6 separate regions of the Mus musculus genome follow, and all the other regions are linked to region 2. Evidence: chromatin contacts called from public ChIA-PET data. All regions are on one chromosome and are shown on one strand. The core of a region is the stretch at or near the end of the contact, and the rest is flanking DNA. Distances in the headings are between cores, read along the strand shown.

Evidence for each region. ChIA-PET counts read pairs in DNA pulled down with a chosen protein or histone mark.
Region 1: a contact with region 2 is called in an RNA polymerase II ChIA-PET map of memory CD8 T cells, with 8 read pairs. The contact joins two enhancer-like sites.
Region 3: an RNA polymerase II ChIA-PET map of memory CD8 T cells shows a contact between it and region 2, with 4 times the contacts expected there. The contact joins two enhancer-like sites. A contact is called at or near these places in 1 of 39 promoter capture datasets (liver), 2 of 484 Hi-C or Micro-C datasets (cortical neurons and liver) and 3 of 115 datasets of contacts at active chromatin or transcription factors (CD8 T cells, memory CD8 T cells and pancreatic cancer cells).
Region 4: a contact with region 2 is called in an RNA polymerase II ChIA-PET map of effector CD8 T cells, with 11 read pairs. The contact joins two enhancer-like sites. A contact is called at or near these places in 1 of 39 promoter capture datasets (liver), 5 of 484 Hi-C or Micro-C datasets (all in liver) and 6 of 115 datasets of contacts at active chromatin or transcription factors (CD8 T cells, T-cell acute lymphoblastic leukemia, effector CD8 T cells and 2 more).
Region 5: a contact with region 2 is called in an RNA polymerase II ChIA-PET map of memory CD8 T cells, with 6 times the contacts expected there. The contact joins two enhancer-like sites. A contact is called at or near these places in 1 of 39 promoter capture datasets (liver), 4 of 484 Hi-C or Micro-C datasets (all in liver) and 6 of 115 datasets of contacts at active chromatin or transcription factors (CD8 T cells, T-cell acute lymphoblastic leukemia, embryonic stem cells and 3 more).
Region 6: an RNA polymerase II ChIA-PET map of memory CD8 T cells shows a contact between it and region 2, with 7 times the contacts expected there. The contact joins two enhancer-like sites. A contact is called at or near these places in 4 of 115 datasets of contacts at active chromatin or transcription factors (astrocytes, embryonic stem cells, large pre-B cells and 1 more).

The regions. Positions count from the first base shown.
Region 1 is chr12:25,267,179-25,271,287 of GRCm38.p6, forward strand. No RefSeq gene overlaps it. Among named protein-coding and RNA genes, the nearest start is that of Gm46343, 35 kb to the right of the region's middle. Within about 2 kb of position 1,328, at least 77 of the 459 cell types and tissues checked have an H3K27ac peak or open chromatin away from gene starts, as enhancers often do. A contact at or near this core is called in memory CD8 T cells, where this site is marked.
Region 2 is chr12:25,782,291-25,786,585 of GRCm38.p6, forward strand. No RefSeq gene overlaps it. Among named protein-coding and RNA genes, the nearest start is that of Gm29835, 190 kb to the right of the region's middle. Within about 2 kb of position 2,436, at least 29 of the 459 cell types and tissues checked have an H3K27ac peak or open chromatin away from gene starts, as enhancers often do. A contact at or near this core is called in CD8 T cells, effector CD8 T cells and memory CD8 T cells, where this site is marked.
Region 3 is chr12:25,185,522-25,189,497 of GRCm38.p6, forward strand. All of the region lies in intron 5 of Gm36287 (a long non-coding RNA gene), which reads left to right. Gm36496 (a long non-coding RNA gene) reads right to left here. Exons shown (of 3, transcript XR_381348.4): 1 at 3,949-3,976; 2 at 3,307-3,520; 3 at 1,984-2,994. Among named protein-coding and RNA genes, the nearest start is that of Gm36496, 3.3 kb to the right of the region's middle. Within about 2 kb of position 1,885, at least 10 of the 459 cell types and tissues checked have an H3K27ac peak or open chromatin away from gene starts, as enhancers often do. A contact at or near this core is called in CD8 T cells and memory CD8 T cells, where this site is marked.
Region 4 is chr12:25,239,257-25,243,431 of GRCm38.p6, forward strand. No RefSeq gene overlaps it. Among named protein-coding and RNA genes, the nearest start is that of Gm36441, 32 kb to the left of the region's middle. Within about 2 kb of position 2,590, at least 106 of the 459 cell types and tissues checked have an H3K27ac peak or open chromatin away from gene starts, as enhancers often do. A contact at or near this core is called in CD8 T cells and effector CD8 T cells, where this site is marked.
Region 5 is chr12:25,215,576-25,219,664 of GRCm38.p6, forward strand. Gm36287 (a long non-coding RNA gene) reads left to right here. Exons shown (of 9, transcript XR_003950180.1): 7 at 2,170-2,347. Among named protein-coding and RNA genes, the nearest start is that of Gm36441, 8.0 kb to the left of the region's middle. Within about 2 kb of position 1,401, at least 93 of the 459 cell types and tissues checked have an H3K27ac peak or open chromatin away from gene starts, as enhancers often do. A contact at or near this core is called in CD8 T cells and memory CD8 T cells, where this site is marked.
Region 6 is chr12:25,040,633-25,045,050 of GRCm38.p6, forward strand. Kidins220 (kinase D-interacting substrate 220) reads left to right here. Exons shown (of 32, transcript NM_001081378.1): 26 at 614-670. Among named protein-coding and RNA genes, the nearest start is that of Id2, 53 kb to the right of the region's middle. Within about 2 kb of position 2,684, at least 1 of the 459 cell types and tissues checked has an H3K27ac peak or open chromatin away from gene starts, as enhancers often do. A contact at or near this core is called in memory CD8 T cells, where this site is marked.

The DNA.
Region 1 (4,109 bases), core at 78-2,577, 520 kb before region 2:
CCCTTCCACTCCCCCACGACGCCAGCACTGCGCCAAGAGCTGTTGACTCTGGTTCCCTGCTCTAAGAGTCCTGTCAATTCCGAGCCCACATTCTACACTCTGGATAGATTGGAGGCCGTCAACACTGAGTTGTACAATCACACAGTAGGACGTGCAGCTGATGCAGGGCCTGGCAAATACATTCCGGGGCAACAGGTGTCCTTGGCTGGACACCATCTCTAGTCCTGCCTGACAGTGTCCACAGTGCATCTAAGCCCCTAGGATTTTTGAGTCCCTTTTGGTCCTGGCAGGTAACTTGCGCAATGCCCACCTCTAAGCCAAGTCTCTGGAGCCAGCAAGGGAACTGGGCCGGAGTTTGAACTTCCAGGTTGAAGTTTAGATAACTGAGCTATCTGAGGGGCCTGCTCCTCACAGCTGCCTTCCTGTGCCAGCATCCTCCCATCTTTCTGGGTGTCTGGTGGGCGGTGGGTTACCTGTGAAAGGCAGAGTGAAGAGGGTACCCTACACTTGCCAGCCGCCTGCACAGGCCTCAAAGCCTTTGAAGAGCTTCAGGCTGGGCGAGTTGGAGATGTGTAGGCCCGGAGCCCCTGTGAGCAGAGCACGCGCTTCGTTTTCATATTCTTGGTCGCCTTCATCAAGATATACTATTCTTCGACATTTCCTGCTCAGAAATCTTTGAATCTCGGTTCTTTGTCCTGACAGCAGGTGCAGACCAAGCTCTAAGAAGGCGCACTCTTTAGACGCCCCTGGGTTACTCAGCTCAGTCTCAAACCACAACAGATCATATGTTCCTCCAGAGAGATCCAGTGATGTGGGGCAGAGAGAGTCAAGTCCAGAATGGCCCCGACATCTCTCTGTTCATGGGGCAGAGTGTCTGCCTTGTGCAGAAGCCAGGAAGCCAAGTTCTAGGTCCTCAGCAGAGAGGCACCAGCCTGCTTGCTGTTTCTTGCTTTGACTTCTAGAACTGAGCCGTGCATCCTCGATGCCCCTGTTAGGAGCAGGGGGGGATGGTTCCCTCTCACTGGTAATGGTTTGCAGCAAGACACATCCAGACTTTAGCCAGTGGCCTTTCCTTCTTAGGCACTGGCCTACAGATGCCACAGCTGATGCCCAGAGGATAGTGGTCTCAACAGGTTTCATCCTGAAATTTTTATAAGATGATTCTGGACTCCAGGGGCCCCTTCACTGGGGGGACATAAAAGCCATTAGCTCCTGCGGTTTCCATAAAGGAAGTGCCCTGCTTCCTCTGTCGTAGCCCCAGTGGGTCTGGATAAAGACAGATTACAATCCTTGGGCATCTTAAGAACGAATACCATGGTTTCCGCCTTGCCTGTGCCTGGCACCGTGCCACACGGAATGGAGAGCCTGAGTCACAAACCTCAGGGATGTCAGTGCCATGCGATTTCATTCTTTCTGTGCCTTACCTTCCTCCTTTGTCCAGTGGGGTGTGTGTGAATAAGAGTATCAGCTGCATAGAATCAGTGTGAGGGAGAAATGAATCTGTAAATCTCTTCAGAACAGAGCCTGGTGTCAGCCAGTATGGAAGTGGGGGCTCCTAGCTATTTATCTTATGGTTGGGTCATTTGGCTAAGCAATGTGGATCTTAATCCAGCTATTGATGTGTTACTAAAAGTTTTCTTTTTCTTTCTTTTAATGAGATGGGAAGAAGGGGAAAGAGAGGCCATGGGAAGGAGGATATTATTAGTCTACGTCACTACTAAGCCAAGCGGAAGCCATTGGCTAACGTGGGCTCCAGGATTCCTTAGTGGAGCCACACTGGAATGGCCAGCTGCTTTCAGATAGTGTGACGTGGTGAGACTGAGGTCTGGAGGAAACTTGATTGGCACCGGACAGCCGTCAAGTCTTGCACTGGCAAAAGCTCTACTGAAGGCATGGGCTGTGGTTTAGTCAGTACTTCTTGCTTCAACTTTATATACAATGCGATTTTAGGTTAGCCATCAAACTACCACTAAGCACTTAGGAAAACTGAAAAAATTAAGAAAGCTCTGTGTGTTTGTCTGCTCAGTCTGAGCATCTGAAGGTGGCGTGACTCAAAGGGAAATCTCTGGACTATTGAGCTGAAGCCAGGGCTGCACAAAGGTTTGCAGAGTGCTCTAACCAATGTAGGTGCTGGCTGGCAAGTCAGGCTGGGAAGCAGCCAGCAGGAAATGTGCACGCAGCCCCACAAGGCTGCACCTGCCCGCCCTTGGAATGCCTCCTGCAGTTGAAAGCATCTCAGGTCAGGTCCTTTCTGAAATTCCTTTCCAGGAAGCCCCCTGAAGGTTCTTCTGAACTGAGAGCTCTAAGGAGTGGGCTTGGGACTTCGAGTTGACTCCAGGCGGTGACTGGAGAGGGCTGTGCAAAGCCCTGGCCCGTGTAGCGTCTGTCTTGAGCTATAACTCACTACAACTGAGCTACAGGCTAGGTCCAGGTGAGACTGAGGTGGTCTGCGTTGTTTTTCTAGAAATGGAAATGGCACCTGCTGAGTCATCTCAACTCTTCCCAGATGGCTTTTGTTAGCAACCATTTGTATTTCCTAGACTCCGGTTTATAAATGTCAACCGTTCTTAACCCCTTCTTCTCCACAGAACCTGTGTGGCCATCTCCGTCTCCTCACTGACAGTGTATGAGCCTGAGGGCTGGCAGTCTCTGAAGGTCAGGTGGCAGTCTTGCGATGCTTCAGGAGTATCTGACAGTGATACGGAAAGAGAGATTTTTAAGGGTAGTTGCTGTTTATGCCATGACAATTAGACTTGATCCCTTGTAAGCATTTCCTCCTCTTCCTCCTCCTATCTGCCATCTTCAAAGCAACGGGGCAGGAAAAAAATGCTGCTTTGCCCTATGTAGATAAGAACACAGCTGAGAGGGGAGAAGTTCACTTGGCCACAGCTCAATACTTGTAGAAAATACTGACACTCCACTCACTGGCACTGTGGTTTTGGTCTTGTTGCTCTTCTGTTTTTTAAAAACTCAGTCTCACATAAACCACAGGCTGGCCTGGTACTTTATAAGCAGCTAAGGCTAACCTTGAACTGTTGATTCTTCCGTCTCTGCCCCTCCCCCCCCCCAAATCCTGGGATTATAAGCCTGTCCCATTGTGCCCAGACACTTGCAGCCAGTGCTCTGTGATAGGTGATAGCTCTAATTCCTCAGTATCCCTTGCTTGCCATGCCTTCCCTGTGAGACTTGATTTGTTCTGGGTCAGTCTGGGGCTGAAGGGTGACAACAGGACATGTCATGATAAAGGAGGCCATGTAACAGGCCCAGTGAGGGGTTTATCTTGATCTTGGTAAGGTTGAATGATATTTGGCCTATTGCATTGTACAGCTGTGGGGTTGAGGATGGTGTGGGGAGGTGGACTGGGCAGAAGAGCGGAGAAAGCTTTTGCTTCAGGTCTGGAGAATAGCTAATCTTGAGGTCGGCTATGTTCTATGTTACCGATGGGTTAAACAAAAGTTCTAGAACCCAGAGAATCAGAGAGGGAGGGGTAAGGGTAGAGGGAGGGGGAGAGAGGGAGAAGATGGGGAGAGGGAGATGGAGGTCTAAGGGTGCCCAGGGCTTCTGTCTTCACATGATACACTCCTTTGGAGCATCAATAAGGTTTCATACTGAAACCTCCCTGGGTGTTAGGTTAGGAGAGCAACGCTAGTTTTCTATCATGTCCCAGCACTGGCATCGTATGCAGAAAGTGAGTGGCCACTATCTGACTCAACGAACAAAGACTGAGTAACAGGTGACGTCATTGCTACCAGGAAGATGGTCAGTGAGGTGGGGAAGATCATGGAGCAACAGACTTGGACGTAGGGGCAGCCAATAGGGCTCAGCAGGCAAAGTGCTTGCCATGCAGCTCTGGTGACCTGAGTTCTATCCCTGGAACCCACGTGGAAATAGAAGGACCCAACTCCATAAAGGTGGTCTCTGACTTTGACATTCGAACCATGGCACATGACCCCACAGCCCACACCCAAATCCATACAACAATTTTTAAAATGAAAAAGGACTGCCAGGAGCTGGCTTGCTGACCAGCACACACATTTAAGACAATAAAGGGGATTTGTTTTGGGGGAGTCACGTTTGTCTGTGAAAATGGAAGGCATTTTCTACCTATA
Region 2 (4,295 bases), core at 1,186-3,685:
TGGAACAAGGAGACTAGAAGGGACAGCTTCATGGGGATTGGAGGCCCCTGTCCTTCAGGAGTGCAGCTGATTAGCAGGGGGTAGGCTTGGCCTTGAGCATCTTCAGCCTGTGTCTCTAGGTCTCCCCATCTTTTGCTTTTCATTTGTGAAACAAGAGGTTGAAATGAAGTCACTAACCTGCAATGGGCACTAGGAAAATCTGGGGTGTTCTTTAGAAATACTGTCAACTGTCTTCTTTGAAACTCTGATTCTTTGAGTGGAAGGGTTTCATATCAATGTGACATATGAAGAAGCCAAATCAGGATCTAGATGACCCACTCATTGGTCACTGACTGGTGGGTTGGAAGCCTTTCTGGAACATTCCTTTCAACTTGATAATTGCAGATAGAGGCTCTACCTGGTCTCTCTCTCTCTCTCTCTCTCTCTCTCTCTCTCTCTCTCTCTCTCTCTCTCTTTCTCTCTCTCTCTCTCCCTCCCCACTCTGTGTGTGTCTGTCTGTCTCTCTCTCACACACACACAAACACACACAAACACTCATACATAAACACACATTATACACACATACACACACATACATACATACAAGCACACATACACACACACACACACACACACACACACACACACACACACACACACACACCTGCAGTCCTCCAGGTCTTCTAGCTTGCATTTATTTCTATTTATTCCCCTCCTCTCAGAAACCTCTGAACACCTCTTTTTTGATGTTCTGCTCTTCTCATCTACACAGCCATGTTTGCTAATCTGACCTGTGCTGACTACATCTTGCCTTGGCCCTCCAGGCCTGGCTTGGCCCTTCAGACCTACCCGGAGCTCCCCTCAGAGGCCTGGTTCACAGTTGCCAGAAGCTTCCTCGTTTGTAAGGCATATACAGTCCCTCTTGACATGGGACTTGGAATGGAGCCAAAAGGTGAGTGAGACCCGCTGGGTTCCTATGCACCTGTGTTCAAACAACTTCCAAAAGCTTGCTCTTTCTTAAATCAGCAAGCAACGTGAGGTCTCCATTTCAACTTTAACACTTGCTATTTTACAGTAAAAAAAATTTTTTTTCTTGATGATTTAAGAAAGTGAATGATTGGGAATCAAATTTGGGATTCCAGGGGGTTCCAAACAGCCTAGACGATTGTCTGACATTGTTCTCTCACAGCTTGAAACAATTTGACAATTGCCTAACTTTAAAATGGGATTAGCTTGCATTCCTATGAACAGATTGTCATGCATTTTGGTAAGTAAGTAGAGGTTGGAGACACACGTGATCACGTGGAATGAGGGTGGGGGGAAGAAGCATGTGTAAAAAGAGGTTTAAACACCAGCCACGGAGTGCTTCTGCTGCACCTGGGGAGAGGGTCGCAATGCCTGCCGAGAAATGCCTCCTTAATTTGCAACAGCCTGTCTCTGCTTCCTCTCCCTCTGGCTTCCTCTCTCCTACTCCTTACTCTTCCCCTGAAGGTGGTTACCTTAAAACTATAGCTATCTGGTTGAGTCAATTGGATTTTAATAGCAAGATTTCATAAATTAAATATATTTCAAGACGGCTGTTTGAATGTGTTCTTAGAGGCCTATGGTACCCATCTTTCTGGCACTTCAACGTATTTTTAAATAGCCTATTATAGTGGTAGTTTAGCAGGTCCTGGAGTGCTCTTCCTCTGCTTTGGTATACGCTGACATGTCACGAGTACAAGAATCCACACAGAAGCTCACAAGGCCCAAGAGGCTCTGTCACCTGTAATTGCAGCATCCATTCACAGGGCAGCAGGGAAAGACACTGGGCATTTGGCTCCCTACAGCGAGCTGCACTAGGATCCAGAGGGCTGAAATCATTGCTATGCTATTCTTGACTCCTCCCTGGTCCATGGGAACATAGATCTGAAGACATTAAGTAAATGCACACATCTAAATGTTCTACTTGGTAGAGTTATGTTTTAGCATTCTTCATTTCCATTATTCAGTTGAGGTTTTCCCCAACATAAGTAGGACCTGAAGATTGTACTGGCAACTGATTCATTCTCACGCCAGAAACAAAGAGGGAAGCAGTTACAGATGGGGGTTGGGGAGAGGAACAGCCTGGGAAAACCGACTTGCTCCAACAGCCAGTGACAGGTAACACGTAGAACATGTAGTCAGAAAGACCACAGGGAGTCAAAACCTCTACTCCCTACACAACAGACCTGTTCTAGTTTCTCAGCCATGGTTTATTCGAGATACCACAAAAAACAAGGTGTTGCTACAAGAATGACTTCAAATGACTCACATCACGTGGCCAGCACATCATGCCTATTTAGTAACCTTTGGTTTCTTTCTGTTATTTTTTTTTCCACTGCAGCTTCTGTTTTTGAGATCAGGGCATGAGGACACAAGAGAAAGACCACAGGCATACTTCTTCTGGCTAGAGCAACCAATGGGCTTAAGCTCCAAGCTTCCCCTCACCAGGAGCTGAGTGTGTGAACTTCCTGGGCTTCAGTTTCCCCAGCTGTAAAGTCTGGTCTGTATCGGTGAGCTCTGCTTAAGCCTTCGGAAGCTCACCCTCCTTATCAAGTGATTATAGGTATTCGCTTTTTGCCTATAGCGCTGCTGCTGCCTCTGCTTTCTCTGTGTATGCCGTGAGGATGGTGAAAGTGTTCACATACCGTGGTTCCCGGCACAGAGTCCCCTCTCCAATCATTCCCATGGCTACCCTTGGTGTAGCCATGTATCTTGGCTGTAAAGCTTGCTCTGCCCTTGGGGGCCTCAGTGTGGATTCTTGTATTTGTGACACATCAGACTAGAGCCATTAGCCAGGGCAAAGGAAGACCAGAGGAGGAACTGCTGAGCTGTGAGCAATGGGCTATTGTAAATATATAAATTAAATGGCCCTCATTACTGGAAGCTTATGCCATTTCTCTTGGTATAGGAAGGTTCCTGGATACCTTTAGAGTTACCTCCTCCACAGAGTCCACGATAGAACTCCATCAAGAGCACAGCTCTGCCCATCTCTGCAGTAATTCCATGCATGTTATATTTACTGTTGATGTGTGCGTGTAATATGTAATACATTCAAGTCAAAAGCACTCTGAGAGACAACCTGTCTACTCCTTCATTTTATAACCATTAAGTGAAGCAATGATTCATCTGAAAATCACAATATCAGAGCTCCCCAAACCCCACCTGCACTATTCTTTCCAGAACATCGTAGGAGGCATCTCAGTGAATGCAGACTATAAACTGAGATTCGGAAGACTGGAGGCAAATCTGGTCCATACCGATGCACTCTGCCTCCAGATTGCTTAAGCCTTCGGAAGCTCACCCTCTTTATCAAGTGAATATAGGTATTAACTTTTTGCCTATAGCGCTGCTGTGAGGATTAAACAAGGTGCTGTGTGTGACAGCACCTGGCTCCAGGCAGGTGCTTACTGAACGTTAGTTAGTTTCTTCCCCATCGCAATAGAACTTGCATATTTATTGGTGCTTGGAAACAGGAGAGAAACCGGAATGAACAAAGACTTCTGAGGGTACAGCTGGCCCAGCGCCTGTACTAGGAGGTGTACACAGGTGAGTGCCTTTAGGCATCGACCTGGACCAGATACTGAGCACCAGAGCAAGAGAGCAATGGGATCTTTCTTTTCTGGGAACACAAATTAACCGGCCAGGATGCTGTGGGCAATAGAAAGAAGGTTGTGAAACCCACAGGTGGCCCGGAGCATGGCACTGACCAGAGTCAATGTCAAGGCTGTTTTCCTCTGGGCTATACTCGTTGCCAGGTTTGCAGGGCCCACAGCCAAGTCAAACAGGGCTGCACACAGTCAGCATTGCACTTGCTCCAGGCTCTCCCAGGGATGGCTTCACCGGGCTCTGTGGGTCAAATGTTCACCCTGTGTCACCAGGAGGCAGTGCACCTGTATGGCTATTATATGCCTGCTGAGAAAGCAGCTCCTCTCCTCATAGCTCTTCCACCCCCTCCAAATTAAAAACAATACAAAACAAACCCCCAAAACAAAAAGGCTTCCATGTTTATCTCTCTTTAAAGCACAGAACTCTCACTGACTGCAACTTGTCAAGCCCTCCGCCAAGCCTAAACATTTGCCTTGGAACGGGGCCATCGGAACACAAGGAGTCACCACTGTCCCGGGCTGATGTGTCTTAAAAGAGCTTCAACAGTGGAAAGGCCATGAGCTCATCACTGTACCACGTAGATGGTCGAGTCTGAAGATTCAAATGAGAGGACGATTTGTTAGTTTCAATAGTGATTTCTTCACAGCATTTCTTTACTCTGTGCCGGCTACGTGCCTGGGCTCCCA
Region 3 (3,976 bases), core at 635-3,134, 600 kb before region 2:
GACTCTGAAGAATACCCAACACAGACTAAGGGGCTCAGTTAAATAAAACAAGTTTATCAACAAGATGATGACAAGGGACAGCATCTGCTGTGAGCTCATTAGGATCAGAGTTGGACATGGGAGACCTGTTGGACACTGTGGGAACAGGGCCTAGCACTGTCAAGTGCAAAGCCATCTTGTCAAGTTGGATGGAATAGCTAGACAGTGATACAGCGAGGCCAACACAGGGGAGTATGGATGTCAATTCTGGAGCAAACAGCATGACACATGTGAGTGTTGGTGATGTGCTTGTTGACTAAGTGGAACGAACACAGAGCCAGATGCTCCTTGTGGATCCTCAAGTGGCCAGCATTTGGATGATTGGACAGACACTCAACAGTGTGATGGACAGAGAGAACTAGAAGCCCGAGGAAAGGGTTTGAATTAAGAATTTCTACATTGCCCTGGAACATTGAGTGGCTTCTACATCCCCACAGCTGTGCTCACTTGCTTGTCTGTGATTGGCTCCTGCTTCCCAGCTTGCTTCTCACTGAATAGTAGTTCACTGGTCAGGCCTTCAAAAGATTGGCAGTAGACAGGGAGTACAAGGATTCTAACAGAGAGAGAGAGAGAGAGAGAGAGAGAGAGAGAGAGAGAGAGAGAGAGAGAGAGAGAGAGAGAGAGCAGTTCTACCTCCTGCTACAAGGCAGAAGAAGCAGCTACATCATCTCCTGGGCTCTGGGATGCTAGGGAAGGTGAAGTGATAGGAGGGCTGGCTTTTGGGTCCTGCCCAGTTGAGCCCTGGGAAGATAGGACGTTTTTGGAATCTTGTGTTCCTAAGGCCCTACTTGTCAGATTCCTATAGGTCTCATCCTGAAGTCAGAATAGCTTGCTTAGCAGCCTGTAAGTAGGGGCTGCAGATTCATCTACCAGCATGCATTTCTTAGAATCTACTTTTTGTTCTGAGATCCCACTGGCTAGAGATGGGTTGAACAAACCAAGGTCGAACTCCTGTACTCATGGATTCCAGTACCTAGAATGAGGGGTCTCTTTATAGGCTATGCCAGCTCTTAGGATGAAATGGAATTGACCAAGGGCATGGATTCTTATCTCAATGACTCGGAACACTCCTAGCAACCAGTTGGTAAAAGCTGGGGACATTTTGTAGTTCACAGTATCTCATGGCAAAGAGTAACCTTGTTAAAAATACCTGTCAACTATGCCTTGTGGACTCCTTGCCCAGTGGGAGAGCCAGGTGTTAATTTGCCACACAAATGAGCAGTCACACAGCACCCATACTCTGAAGGAAGCACAGGGAATCAGCAGGATGATGCTGGACCCTCCCCAATGCCAGCTGGACCCACAGGATGATGCTGGGTCCACAGCCTACTGAACAATGCTACCCTCATTCAAGAAAGGCTTTCTGTTTTCAGTTAGGCCTCCCTGGAAATCCTGGAAATTCCCTCATAGACACACCTAGAAATATATTTTATTAATTTCCCAGGTATCTTTCAACCCAATCAATTGTTAATCACCACTAACCATCACATTTATCCATATAATAAGCTAGATGCTAATCTTCTCTGTTTTTGTAGAGGCCAAAGTACCCAAAGCCACACAGGTCAACAGACTGGAGATCTACCTAGACACAGCTAACTAGTGCCCAGCCCAAGAGCCTGTCCCTTAACCTCTCATTTATCCCTGTGTCGTAGCTCCTTTTCTGGTTATTATGACCAGTACTTGACAAGAGGCAACTTAAGGGAGAAAGGATTTATTTGGGATGAAATTTTGAAGGTATAGTTTGTCATGATAGAGAAAGCAAGCTAGCAGGAACACACAGCTATATGCTTATCTCTATGTGGACCACGAAGTGGAGAGGGGGCAGGAAGTTGGGCAGGACTGTAAACCTCAAGGCCTGCCTCCCCAGAGATCCACTTCCCCCATGTAGGCCCTTGTTTTAGTTACTTTTCTGTTGCTTTGATAAAACGTCATGACCAAGTCTACTTCTAGAAGAAAACATTTATTTTGGCTTATGGTTTCAGAGGACTACAATGAGTGATGGAGGAGGGAAGATCAGCTCACATTTTGATCCACAACCACGAGGTAGAGGAAGAACACTGGGAGTCTTTTAGAACCTCAAAGTCCACCCCCAGTGATACATCTTCTCCAACAAGGCCACACCTCCCAATCCTCCCCAAACAGTTCTACCAAGTATTCAAAATAGGAGCCCAAGGGGACTATTCTTTAAATCACCACAGCCTCACCTTTAAAAGGTTCCAGAAACTTCCCAGAGAGCACCATGAGCTGGAGAGCAAGTGTTCAAACACACAAGCCGGTGTGGGACTTTTCCTAGCCAACCTGTAACACTCAACAACCCTTCTGCTCCTCTGTCTTCCAGCCGAGACATGCCACTGTTTGTTCTTGGTCCTCTGGGCAGGTAGCAAGAATCTTATGGGAAGAGCCATCTGTTCTCATATGCTTTGAGTGTGAGATGTTGCTGCTCAGGACAGTTGACTATGCTTTGCTGGTCCTGAATTTGCCTTCAGTGATGACATTAGCCAAGGCAGGAGTGATTATACCATACAAATTGGCACAAGCTACAACAAGGGCTGCTTTTAATTTCTTTACTCCCTGGAGCTGATTGTTGCCCCTCTGCTAGTATGCCATATCCCCAAGACTTAAGATTTCCTGGGGCTCACTCATTGGAAACCTCTACCTCAGACAAGGCTCTGTCTGGATTGGATGTTGGGAGGCCTCTGGCATCCTTGCAGCTTTCTTATCTTTGCTGCGTGTCTGGAAGTCTTCTGTCTGTCTTTCAAAGGCCACAGTGGCCTAGGCTCCAATTTACTGGGCTCTCAGGTTCTGGACAGCAGGAGGGAATCAGGGCTGCCCACTGTAGCCTTTCTTAGGATGGAGTAAGATGCAGTAACTTCTGTTTCTTTCCCTCCACATTCACATAGCAGCATCTCAGGGAGGGTAGCATGGGGCCCAGGATCTTAGAGCTGACATTTCTACCTGCCAAAACATAGTGAGATTTAAGTGTGAGCAGAGACAGGAAAGGCCAAGGGCTTTCTTGTCCCTTAGAGAGAGACAGGCCATGCCATGTTCCCTGTGGAGGGTACCTGCATGAGCTGGGGTTCTCCCATGGCAGGTCCCCATGTTTGCTCCATCTGACAGATAAGGAAACTGAGGTTCAAAGAGGAAGTAACCTGCCACAGACACAGACTGTGAGGGACAGATGTGAGAGCTTCTCTGGGGCAGAACCAGAGGCTGGCTTCCACATTTCTCTAGGCTCAAGTACAGAGATCAGCTCAGGACCAACATTACCTTCAGACCCCTCGTTGGATATCCATATCTTCCCGACTTGCTGCATGAAGAAGGGGTTTCCCCAGCTGCCTATGAGAGGCCAGTAGGAAGTGCTGCTGTCCCCGTGTTCAGCCTTGTGTATCAGGTCTGTGGCTTCTCCAAGGCTCACTGAGGCAATTGGAAGGATCCTGAGGTTTTGAAATTGCTACAGGCTTTGCTTGGGTTGGTAAGCCAGCTGACAAAGTAAAGGCAGGCATGGGGTGGTCACCATGGTCTCTTTTGGCCACATCTGATGCCTAGACCCCCTCATTCCTGCTTATAAGCCCACAGTGCCCACTCCCATGTGAACAACTAGCTCGTACATTTCCCCATTCGGCCGGTGGTGAAAACTGTGCTATTTTAAGCCCACATGGAAGTATGTCTTTTTTTTTTTTTTTTAAAATAAGGACCATCTGCTACCGGCCCCAGCCCAGATGATACAGTTGGAGCCTACCCACAGCATCCTCTCCCGCCTTCAGACGGTTCCAGGAACGAGAGTGAGTCAGACTCAGCTGAAGCACGTCTTGCTAACCCAAGCAATAGCCCAGGGGCCCAGCATAGGGGACCACCTGCTCCCAGGGCAGGTGTTCCCTGCAACCTCTCCACACAGGGAAGGAATCTCACCCTGAGCTTCATGGGGCACTCAGACCCG
Region 4 (4,175 bases), core at 1,340-3,839, 540 kb before region 2:
CCTCCTTAGCAAGACACACGAGCCTTATCGGGGCTCACTGAGACTGAATCACCAACCACAGAGCGTACACAGGTCAGACCTAGGCCCCCTGCACATATGTAACAGATGTGCAACTTGGTCTTCATGTGGGACCCCTAACAGCAGGAGCAGGGGCTGTCACTGACTCTGTTGTCTGCCTTTGGATCCCTTCCCCACTAACTGGACTGCCTTGCCTAGCCCCACTAGAATAAAATGCACCGAGTCCTATTAGAACTTGATATATCAAGGTGGGATAATATCCAAGGGAAGGCTCCCCTTCTCTAAGGAGAAAGGGGGGAGGGTGAGGGGAGGGGCGTTGAGAGGGAGGGACTGAGAGAAGAGGGGGATGGGGAAACTTCCATTGGGATGTAAAGTAAATAAATAAATTAATGAAAACAAAACCAAAAAACCAAAACCAAAACCAAAAAAAAAAAAAAAAAAAGCAAGCAAGCAAACAAAAAAAAACCCACCCAAAACCTCCAAAATCAACCAAACAAAAAACACACGGGGCCAAAGAAGGTGAAAAAGAGGGTGAATACTGCACTACCCTCCTCCCTTGTTCTGACTCTGCATAGGGATCTAAACAACTGCCACCTAGCTACGGGTGGCTCTTACCCTGATGTCCTCTGGTCCCAGGCTTCTCTCTCTGTACACCTGACCTGTGTCCCCTGAAACCTCCCAGACCTTTGGGCCACTTCTGCTTCCAGCTCCTGTGGCCCAAGTGCTTAGATCTGTCAGAGTACTGGGGATCTAGGACAAAGGCAGAGTCCTCCCCAACAGTGCCCCCGGGTGCTCCTCTACCAAGGCTGGTTTCTGGAAGGCTCTTGAAGGGTGATACTATTGGATTTTGTTTCAGAGGTGGGTTTCACTCCTCCCATGCCCCACACAGCACAGCCTTGCGAGCTGAGCTCAGACGGAGTCAGCCTGCTGCCTCGCCACTGTGAGGTGGTGACTCAGGGGATAACTGTGGGCAGGGGGGCTTTCCAGCAACCCAGTTAGCTGAAACCACACAGCAGCCTTCCTAGCCTGTGGGGTGACCTACTTCTCAGTTCCCGCAGCTTCGACGCCCAGCCGGCAGAATGTTGATGAGGAGGCCGTGCGCTGGCCTCTGGTGAGAAAAGGGGACAGAGATGCCGCTGGTTGATTTGACCTTGCAGAGCTGTGGGGACAGGATGTCCTGTTCTTTCTGATGCTGGGAAGTGGTCTGGGTAAAGGGGACTTCCTGTTAAGTCCGGTAAGTTCCCAAGGAAGGGGGACCGCAAAGGCTGTTTGGTTACACTCACCCAAGAGATTCTTCATTCGAACCCTCCTAACTAACCTTCCTGGGTGCATTTCCCAACCAGAAGGAACAAATCCCAAAGGGCTCCTCGCCCAGCTCCTCAGTTCGTGTTTTAGTGCTGAGGTGAAGAGCGTACTCTCTGCCTTGCATCCACGTGTAAGTACACCCTTCTCTCCCGTCTCAGGGCAGGAGGAACTGCTGGTGGGTCATCCAGGTGACTCACACTGCCTTAGTCCACCCATCCCTACAGAGACACAGAGATGCCTAACAAGGTCACTGGTCTCTTTCTTTCTTCAGTCTGGTCTTAACACCATGGCAGCACCTCCTTTTTCGTGAATCTTTTCCCAGCCAATCCCTTCTCCACGGGGATGGCCCAGATTCCCCTCCTGGGACTCCAGGCAGTAAAACTGTCCTAATTGGCTACTGTTTCCTCTCTCACCACTCTACTCTCTCTGGCTAGGATATCCCTGGAAGCCAGCAGCCTACTTAGCACTTGCCAGCCCAAGGAAACTGACCCTGTGGGTATAAAACATGCCCGGCCAGGCCACACACCACAAGACTTTTACACCCCTCCCCTGTGTGTTTTCATTGCAGGTTGGAGGAGGATAATGTGGAATGGTAGAAATGGGCCTTTAAAATAGGATGGCTTAGCCTTGCCTGGCTCCCTTCGTATTTAGCACCTGCAGGCAGGCCTGGCAGGATCTGCAGGCTACCTGTAAAACAGAGAGAAAGGGGACTCTGGCAACTTCCCTCTATGTGACTGCTAATGCTTGAGGTATACAAGCCATAGGCAGGGAGAAGGTGGGGAGTCAGTCAAGACCCGGTTTGACAAGGGTACTTGAATTTGAGGGCTTCCTGACTTCTCTGACTCTCAGTTAGCTCATCTGTTAAATGGGTTTAATCACACTGCCTACATAGGAAAGATGTAGAAACAGTCCTAATAAATGTCCACTGACAGAAAGATGTGTAAAGAAAACATAGCATCTACAAAGGATGGAATATTATTTAGCCCTCAAGAAGAAGGAATGGGTAAGCCTTGAGGACATTTACTAAGTAAAATATGCCAGCCATAGAAAACAAACACTATATGATTTCATGTACTTGTGGCATTTGGAAGTAGCCACATTCATGGCCTCAGTGAATGGAATGATACCAGGAAGTGGAGAGAGAAGGGAACAGACAGGAAGTTTCCCTGATGCTGAATGTATAAGCTATAGACATTGGGCCTCCAGTGAGCAGCAATTTCCTGAATACTTGCATGTCTGTTAACACGGGCAATCTCATATTGAGAGTTCTTACCACAATAAAAAAGTCATCTGCATGGGAAAAACAATATTACCCACATCACAGAGCTTGCACAGTCTAAGACAGCGTGCCAAGAATATATGCATTTGGTAGTTGGTAGCTGTGCTTGCTGGTAGATGGCTGGGTAAGTCCTTAAAGAGGAAGAATCAGGCAGGTAATGTTATACGAGTTGGGTTCTTTAGACTTCTAATTTATTCTCTCACCCTCACAGTGTCATGTGACTCATATCAGGGACCTTCCAGCTTGTTTTAGACAGGGTCTCTGTGGTTTTTTGCTACACATGCTGGTTGGCTTATGAGCTCCTGTCTCTGCCCCTTGTCTCTCTGTAGGAGCGTTTTGGTCAGATGTGCTGTGGCATCCATCTTTTACGAAGGTTCTGGGATCTTGTGTAGAAAGCGCTTTACCCACTGAGCTATCTTCCAGCCTCTCACTCACTCTCGAGGTCTTAACATTGTGGAAATGTCTTATATATCATTTCTGACCATCATAAATTTAAGTATCGATTAGTAATCTCTTTTATGGAAAAGTAGATTCATGTGTTCCCAGCACACTTTAAAGAGTCAAAATACATTGTCACTTGCTAATTTCTGGCAACAAGGCCAAATCTTAAATAAAGAATTAGATATTTAGGAAGCAGAAACTGAGGTTTCTCAATCTCGCTGAGTTACCCACCCCCCCTCAGTGTATGGTGCAATGAGTGGCTCACAAGCTCTTATAGCCACTAAATGATGTTCTCCTCAGCCCTTGGGCACCCGTGGACACGGGGGAGTTTGGGCTCTGGGCTGTGAGTGAGGAGTGAGCTTGAGATCTGACAACTGACACCTTGGCATCCCCATCCCTTGTCCCATACCAAAGCCCAGGAGTTAAGAAAAGGACCACCCACTTATCAGTGAGTGCATATCAAGTGAGTCCTTTTGTGATTGGGTTACCTCACTCAGGATGATATCTTCCAGATCCATCCATTTGCCCAAGAGTTTCACAAATTCATTGTTTTTAATAGCGGGGAGTAGTACTCCATTGTGTAAATGTACCACATTTTCTGTATCCATTCCTCTGTTGAGGGACATCTGGGTTCTTTCCAGCTTCTGACTATTATAAATAAGGCTGCTTAATGAGCATAGTAGAGCATGTGTCCTTATTACCAGTTGGAACATCTTCTGGGTATATGCCCAGGAGAGGTTTTGCTGTGATATTAGCCTAGAAACTTAGAATATCCAAGATACAATCTGCAAAACACAAGAAGTCGTCTTCTTCTTCTTCTTCTTCTTCTTCTTCTTCTTCTTCTTCTTCTTCTTCTTCTTCTTCTTCTTCTTCTTCTTCTTCTTCTTCTTCTTCTTCTTCTTCTTCTTCTCCCCCTTCTCCCCCTTCTCCCCCTTCTCCCCCTTCTCCCCCTTCTCCCCCTTCTCCCCCTTCTCCCCCTTCTCCCCCTTCTCCCCCTTCTCCCCCTTCTCCCCCTTCTCCCCCTTCTCCCCCTTCTCCCCCTTCTCCCCCTTCTCCCCCTTCTCCTCCTTCTCCTCCTCCTCCTTCCCCTTTCCCTCTTCCTCCTCTTCCTCCTCTTCCTCCTCCTTCTTTT
Region 5 (4,089 bases), core at 151-2,650, 570 kb before region 2:
GAGGGGAGATGTGGGGGGAGTTTGGTGACCACAAGTGAAGGGGGGTGGGGTGCTGCACAAACAGCTGTGTCCAGTGTACCCGACCCAGAGCTCCAACATAGATGCTTCTATTAGGATGGGACACCAAAGCCCAGCCCATTTGCCTCGATTTCCCCCGGCAATGACCACTGTCTTTTAGGAGAATGTAGAGAGGGCAAGCACTCACAATGAGCCTGGAACTTCACACTGCAATACCATCTGAGCTCCAGTGGTTACCTGCCTTATAAGCTCGGTGGCTTCTTCCCAGCCTTGGTGGTCTGTCTGTCTGTTGCAGTGGGGATGGAAAGCAGCTAAGGGTGTTTGCTCAGTGAGCATTTACGGAGCATCTCCTTTGCACTGGGTTCTTGGTTAGCATTAATTAACAGGGGCTGGAAAGATGGCTCAGTCAGTAAAGTGCCTGTCAAGGAAGCAAGAGGATCGAAGTTCTGATCCCCAGGATCCCATGAAAAGCCGGGAGTATGGCCTTCTGTAATCCCAGCACCACAGAGGCAGAGAGCTAAGAGGATCACTGGGGCATGCTGGCAATCATCACGCTAGGCAGTTGTGAGCAACAGAGTTGGTGACAAGACTGTCTCAAAAATAATGTGGAGAGCAGTAGAGAAGACATCTGATATCAACTTCTAGTCTACAAACACACACACACAGACAGAGAGAGAGAGAGAGAGAGAGAGAGAGAGAGATACACACACATACAGACACACACATACAGGTATACACACATACACACATACATACACACACTTACACATAGAGGTACCTATACACAGACAAACATACAGACACATACATACTTACACAGACACACATACATACACATACACACACATACCACACAGATACACACACATACACAGCACACATATACATACACAGCACACACACAGGCATACACATACCACACACATACATACACACATCACATATACACATATAGACACATATATATATACACATACATATGCATACCACCACACAGATACACACATACACACCACACACAGAGACACACACATAAATACAGAGACACAGACACACATACACACACACTCACATGCACATACACACACACACACACACACACACACACACACACACACTAAAGGGAGGGCAGGGAAACAATAGATGTGTGATAAGGTAAGGTGTGCTGCTTAGAGACCCCAGATACAAACAGGATGCAGTGTTCTGGCCCTGCAGTCATCACTAGGACATATCTACCTGGGGCTCTCCACGTCCCTTGCAGGACTTCCTGGTACTAAGAGGAAGGCAAGGGTGGGGCAGAGCGGGTGGAGGATGGGATGGTTCTGCATGGTTACCCATGGCTGCAGCGGAATGTGGTGAATGGTTAACTCCAGATACCACTTCTGGCCCTGAAACAAAAAGCTATGCTTGTCAGCATTTCCCTTTTCTGTGCTGTGAATACTCTCCCATGCTGATTGAAGCTCTTCATGGGGCCTTGTGTGGCAGGCAGGTCTGCTCACACTGGGCATTAGCAGTACAAAGCCGCAGGCTCCAGGATGCCATTGATGTGGCAAGGGGCTGGCTGTACTGTGGAGACAGGGTCACTGCCCCCCCTGACCCCCCCCCCCCCCAGGTAGGAGGATCCTATGGACTGACCATGCTCAAATGGCTTCATGTATATCTTAGCAGGGGGTCACTAAGGCCTTGCCACCCAGCCCCAGGGACTTCAGAGTCTTGTCTAGGGTCACACAACTGGCAACTAGGCCCATCCCCCACTCCTGGTTCTTGTGTTCCCTTATGACCTCTTATTTCCTCCGAGGCCAGTCCTGTCTGGAGAAGTCTGTTGGAAGGCAGGATGGTGACACTTTAGCTACTTGTACTGGGAGCAGACACTGGCATGCTAAAAAGTCAACAAACACATGTGCTCTTTGGTGGGCTCTGAACACCCGGCTTCCTCCAAGTCTTTGACGGCAGCCTCATTTGTGCTTACCATCCTGCCTCCCGGTCCCTCCCGTGCCCGACATGAGTCCCATGCAGATGAAAGGACACAGGAGGTAAACACATCCCAGCACCCAGTGTGTCCTTTTCACTGTAGGCAGTTTCGAATCCCCATTTGTGAGCTTCGTGGTCCATGGCATACTTGAACAACCATTGTCCTGATTGTTCCCAAAGGGGTGTCTACTACCTCGAAGAAGATTGTGTGTGTATGTGTGGATCAGAACTCAACTGAACTTGAAATGCCAGGCCTGCTGTTTCACACGCTCTGGACATCATGAAGACAGTTTTCCCTCCTAGCCTCGGCTCCTACTGTAGCAGTGAGATGAACCTGCATCTAAGGGGGCTTGCTCAGGTGAGCATTTATCGAGAATTAGCCGATGTTAACAAGCATGAATAACCAGGCTGTGGGCCTGAGAGAACGTCAAGTCTTTTGGGGGGTTGGGGGAGAATGACCATTAAAGGTTGATGCCCAAGCGTGACGAGGCAGAGAGATGTGGGGGCAGAAGTTGGTCAGAATCCGTGGGAAAAGGCCCCAGAGGCTTTCTGCAGGCCAGGTGGCCAGGTGCGGCGCCTGCGTGTGGGCGGACAGGTGCTCGGCTGATGTCCCAGGGAGAGAGACATGAAGAAGCCTGCTGGCTCAGGGTCTTCTGGAATGCTGTGTGTAGGTCGGGGTGGTGAGGGGGAGGATGCCACAGCAGTGGAATATCCCTGGGGTAAGCGAACTCACGGGGTTTAGTGGGCTCACCAGCTCTCTCTCTCTCTCTCTGCAGAGCCATACACTATGTTTGTGGCTCACACTGCCTCCATGAAGCCCTGGGAGTGTTCTAGTCTTAGTGACCCAGGGCACACGTGATCACGTGAGCTGCAGAGCATCCTGCTTTCCGAGGGCCACCATAAGGGACGTTAGGTGGCCTGCTCGGAGCCTGAGGCACCTGGGAGGGCTCTGCTCCCACCTCCCGATGTCCTTCCTTTCTGCCATATCCGAGGAACTTGGCTGAAAAGCTACCAACCACAGGCCTGAATGAGTCCTTTCTTCCCAGGGAGACACCTGCATGGAGGTTGGGGGCCCAGGAAGCCGGTGACAGCAGGTGTAGCTACTTGTTCTCAAGTGTTTCCTCTGATAACATTTCACAGAGATCGGCTTTGCTGGATGCTCCGGTCTCCTGGGGGCCTGCGGGTGCCCTGGAGGAAGGGAAGGAAGAAGAGAGTAGGGGGGAGGGGAGGAGGGAGACATAGGGCAAGGGAGGCGGAGTGGGGGGGTGGGGGTGGGGGGAGGGGAGGGGAGAGAGGGGGAAAGGGAAAGGGGGAAAGAGCGGTGGCCGTGGCAATAGTCTTCCTCGAACCTGGATGGGCCTAAGCACCCTGCTCACAGATGTATCACAAGTCCAGCTTCCCTTGCATGGTCCTGTCTGTAGCATGAAGCAGGGGATGAGATACTGTCAGAACAAGGGCTTGTTTCAAAGAGAAGATGCAGCTCTCCAGCTTGCCCTTGATTTTACAGCAGGCAGCTCAGCACCCCCAAACCCACCCGAGCTGCAGCCTGTGTGGAAAGGAAACCAGTGTGACGGGGGTGGGGGGTGGTGGGGGGTGGGGGGGTGGGGGGGGCGTTTCTGTCTCTGTCTGCCTGTCTTTATCCTCGTGGGCTTTGCTGATGTCAGGGTGAAGGGGACAAATGACATTTTGCTAGGAACGGAGTCACCATGTGTTTTTTTTTCCCCCTCCACTGCATCATAATACCTGTTCTAAGGGTGGGAAAATATAATAGGAAAATGCCTATTTTTAAGCATTCCTCAAACCAACCTTCCTAGTTTCTAGGATAAACATCAGTGCTTTCCTGGGCTCAAAGGCATATAGGCGCTCCACAGACCGGACTTACAGTGTGTCTGTTTGTCTGTAAAATGGGGATAATACTACTACCTCCTGGAGCAAAGGGCTTAACGAGACAGTGCGCCTTCCTTCCTCAGGAGCAGAAGCGACTCCCTGGGAGACGTCAATTTGCTCCTTTGCCCATAAAGCTTACTGTTCCCGGACCAGTACTAGGGAGCAGGGCGAACTCTCTTTCTGTGCTAAACACAGGTGTGTTTATCAGTTTAA
Region 6 (4,418 bases), core at 1,434-3,933, 740 kb before region 2:
CTCTTTTTCCTTTTCCTTTCTGGAGTAAAAGAGTACAACTTACTGTATAGTTTTGAAAAACAAGCTATTACAAATATAAACTGTATGTTTTCATTTCTGGTAAATATCTATGCAAGACTAGCCATCTCAGTGACTAAACGTTGAGTTTTTACAACCAGAGATCTCTGGCTTGTAATGCAGTGTTTGCTACCAAAACTTCTCAAACTAGATCTTTATAACTGCTAATTTCTGGTATCTTTTTAAAGGGCTTGCATGTTCTCTCTCTGTGCATTTACATTGGCATTACGGCTTAGCAGATAGAGGTGCAGCACCAGGAAAGCATTCCAGTCTGCTGCAGGGAGTCTGCAGAGTGAGGTTGTTTAAACATACTATTGAGTAGAATTAATCCAAAACAAAACACATCTGTGCAAAATATAGTAGGGGCTCCTGATGATAAACTTCAAATAACTATAAAAAACAAGTTCCCTGATAACATAATTTAAGCTACATTTTAGAGTGGTGGAAGGGGAATTTCTGTCAGAGTTATCTGTGTTGTTATCTCAGCATCGTGTTCCTTCATCTTCCATGTCACTCATCCTGCCCTGTTACTCACTCTCCTGTTTTATGTTGCTAGGAGGTAATCAAGGAGGATGCTGCTGAGGGCCTTCCTTCACCCACAGCCTCCTCGAGGGTAATGGGTAACTTTCTTGTGGCGTGGAACACTAGTGTCTCGTTGCTTCTGCAGCAGTAATGATGTCTTAAAGCATTTGGCACTAACTCACTTATGGTGTGATGGGCAGTGTAGAGTAGCCAAGCACTAATAATTACAGCTCATGAGTTCATTCCAGAGCTAATGTTTCCTCCTGCATTTCCCCTTTCTCAGAGATGTGAGAGGGCTTATTTTCTTCAGTAAGGAAGGGCTGCTTCCAGGAGTCATCACACGTGTTCAGATGGATTTTTCCTTAGTGCCAAACGTTGTTTTCCTTTCTAAGTGTTTTTTTATAAAGTCTATACTTGGTGTGATTCTTGTAGAATGGCTTTGAAAGTGTCACACATCACCTTTGACACAGGAGGACACAGGAGCCGGGTGCTGCAAATCAGCATGTCCCTAGCTCCTCACTTGCTTCAGTGTCTCCACCGATGGCATCTTCCTGCAGCACTACTTTCTCCTTCTGTTAGTCATGAAAATAAACCATCTAGACAGACCCAGCACTGGCTCAGCATCTAAAGGAAGTTGTTTAACAGTACATAACCACACAACAGATTGTAGAGGAAGCCACTAAAGTAATAATCCTTCCAGACCTTATATTTAATAAGAAATGCCTGCAATGAGCAGCCATAAAATCGTACTTTAGTCAGTCAGTATGCAGTTGAGGAACCCAGCTTGTGTGTTATGCTCAGAGTATGTTATCACGTGCAAACATGGTCTCTCTGATCTAGACCTATTCTAAAATGCTCTAAGCACCGGAGAATTACAGGCTGAGGTATTACATCCTGAGTTTATCAAGAACATTTAACTTAACACGTATATTTAAATAGGTGATAAATTTTTAAACCTTCATTTCCTTTTAATTAATCTAGTTAAGAGACAAAAATGGAACCATTTTGTTGTTTTCAATGAGGAGATGATTCTTAAGTCATTGACATTCTAGCTGAAATGTTTGTGTAATTCAATTATTTACAAATGACAGGCATACTGAGTCACAGCAGTCCCGTTTGGGTGCTTAGGGACTCTGTGGCCTATGGACGATCAACATTGTATGCAAAAGTGACTTTCAGTTTATTCAGAGAGCCTTTGCTACAGGGGATTATGTGTGCAATTCAGTTCTAGAGACTAAAATTACTCAGTGAATTTCTGATGAAAATCTGATATTACGAAAGATTTAATGCTTTTGATGAATACAGAAATACTAGCTCTTCCTGTGTACGGAAATGTAGGCAAACACTTGTAATTAAAATGTGTCAGTAAATTGTTTTTTCTGGGTCCATTAAGGAGAGCATTCTACACGGTTTGAAATAAGGTTTCTTTTTTTTGGGGGGGGGGGGCAAGGGGAATAATGCAGTTCCCGAGCCATGCTTAGAAGCTCAATACTAGCACATAAAGGCACGTCACATAGGGCAGCGTCTGTGTCAGTGAGTAACACACCTCTCGTTCTTAGCACTAAAAGGTAGCTTGTAGCTGGTAGAGTAGATAATAGATGCTCACCATGCTTCTTGTGCTTCTAAGAAATTAATAGTGACAACAGCTGGTAACTTGTGTCCTGTAGAAGACTAGGAAAAGCAAGCTGACATTTGTTCAAAGCCAATGAAAGCAGTGATGGAAACTAAAGAACCTGCCAGTCTTAGGCCTTGAGACTCCATGACCACAGCAATGCTTATAAAGGAAACATCTCACTGGGGCTGGCCTACAGGTTCAGAGGTTCAGTCCATTATCATCATGGTGGGAAACATGGCAGTATCCAGGCAGACATGATGCTGGAGAAGGAATTGAGAGTTGTACATCTGGATTGGCAGACAGGAAAGAGAGAGGGAGAGAGAGAGAGAGACAGAGAAAGAGAGAGACAGAGACAGAGACAGAGAAAGAGAGAGACAGAGATGACAGAGACAGACAGAGCAGGGGAGGGAAGAAGGTGGACAGATAGACTGACTGACAGACTGCTGACTAGGCCTGGGTTGAACATTTGAAACCTCAAAGCCTAGCTCCCAATGGCACACTTCCTCTAAGAAAGTCACACCTAGTTCAACAAGGTGACACCTCGTAATAGTGACACTCCCTAGTGACCAAGCATTCAAATTTATGAGCTTTTGGGGCTCATTCTGCCACACTGCTAGCTGAACCAGCAGCCAACGGGGGAGTCAGTGGCCCTTTGTGCTGGACGCGCACAGCAAGGCTGGTTATTGGTCTTGTCTCTTTGGCCAGCAAGCATAAACACATAGACATGATGAGAAAGGCCACTGGCAGATAACTAGGAGATAAATGAACATTTCATAACAAATTGTGATATTATTACAGACCCATGATAACATACAAAGAGATGAGGCCAAAAAGTTAACCGACTATGGTCTTTGCAAAATTTAGATGAACTCACCTGTTTTTACCACTCAAAAATTTTGACAAACCTTTGGAAAGCAAACCTTTGTGGAAATGATAAGTTTGCTCACACTAACATTATAGAGGTCGTGGCCTACAAAGTACAGCCAAACCAGCAGGTAGGTTATAGATAACTATCTGAGTGTCTCACCAAGTAGGGGCTTGGAATAGAAGCTCCGTGCTGGTTTTGCTCCCTATAATTTTATGGCTGAGAGAACATGCATGCCAGATCTTGTGAAAGTGAAGGTACGCTCTCAGACCTGAGATACGCTCTTAGAGCGTTAGAGTTGGAAAGGACGAGTGTATCCTTGTCCGAAGGTAGAGGACTCCTTTCTCATAATTGAAGTTTAATCTGTACTTGAGTTCATAAGAGCAGCCCGTGGGCCAGCTTCAGCTTCCCTTTTCTCCTGATGCTTCCTTAGGCACAGCTTGGATCCTGGGGTCTGGTCTAGCTTCCATGGAGCAAGTGAAATATAGGGGCTTACACCAGGACACAGGAGCAGGAGCCAGATGAGGCCATCCCTGTGGCCTGCCTTGCCCATTCCCAGAATGTGAACAGGCTGCAGCCTTTGTGGTTAATAGGTCATGTGATACATTCCTGCCCTTGCAGAGGCCACCCTGATTCTGTGCTTTACCACCTGAAAAGGCAGGCCAGTTTCTTTGGTTTGATTTCGGGAATACTAAAGCTCAGCATATTTAATTACATTATTACTAAGATTACCCAGGTCCTTAAAGACAGAACTCAAACTGCTTCAGTTGGGTGAAGTTGGCTATCGGTGGAAAGCAGTGTCCGTGCTCACAGCCAGTTTAGATTAGCACAGGTGTTTCATTTATTGATGTTTCTTAGGTGCAAGAGGCATAATTTAGATAAGTTTTGAGGTTTTGCAAATGCCCGTACATCTCTTAAGGACAGGAATGATCTGGGAATCCCATAGGCAGTCCTCTGCACATAGAGTACACTTAGACAGACTAAGGCAGCTACACCATCATTAGGTTGGCCTGCCATTAACATGGTCTCAGGTTGCCTGAAGTGCTGCGAGCCTCCTGACTGTGTTAGGGAATTTGAAGCTTTCCTGGATGATTACACTACTCTCACCAGCGTGGCCTTTGGCCTCTACATAGACTTGAACTCTGTGGCCCCACAGAGCTGTGAATTGCTTTGAGGAAAAAGATTTACAAAGTTCGCAAAACACTCTGAGAAGGCATTGTCTAGAAATACTGGAAAAGTAAGGGAGAATGGTTTGTCATAAATGCATAAAATGTATAGTAAAAGTAATACACACACATACATATATATGTATATATGTGTGTGTGTGTGCATATATATACATATATATATATATATATA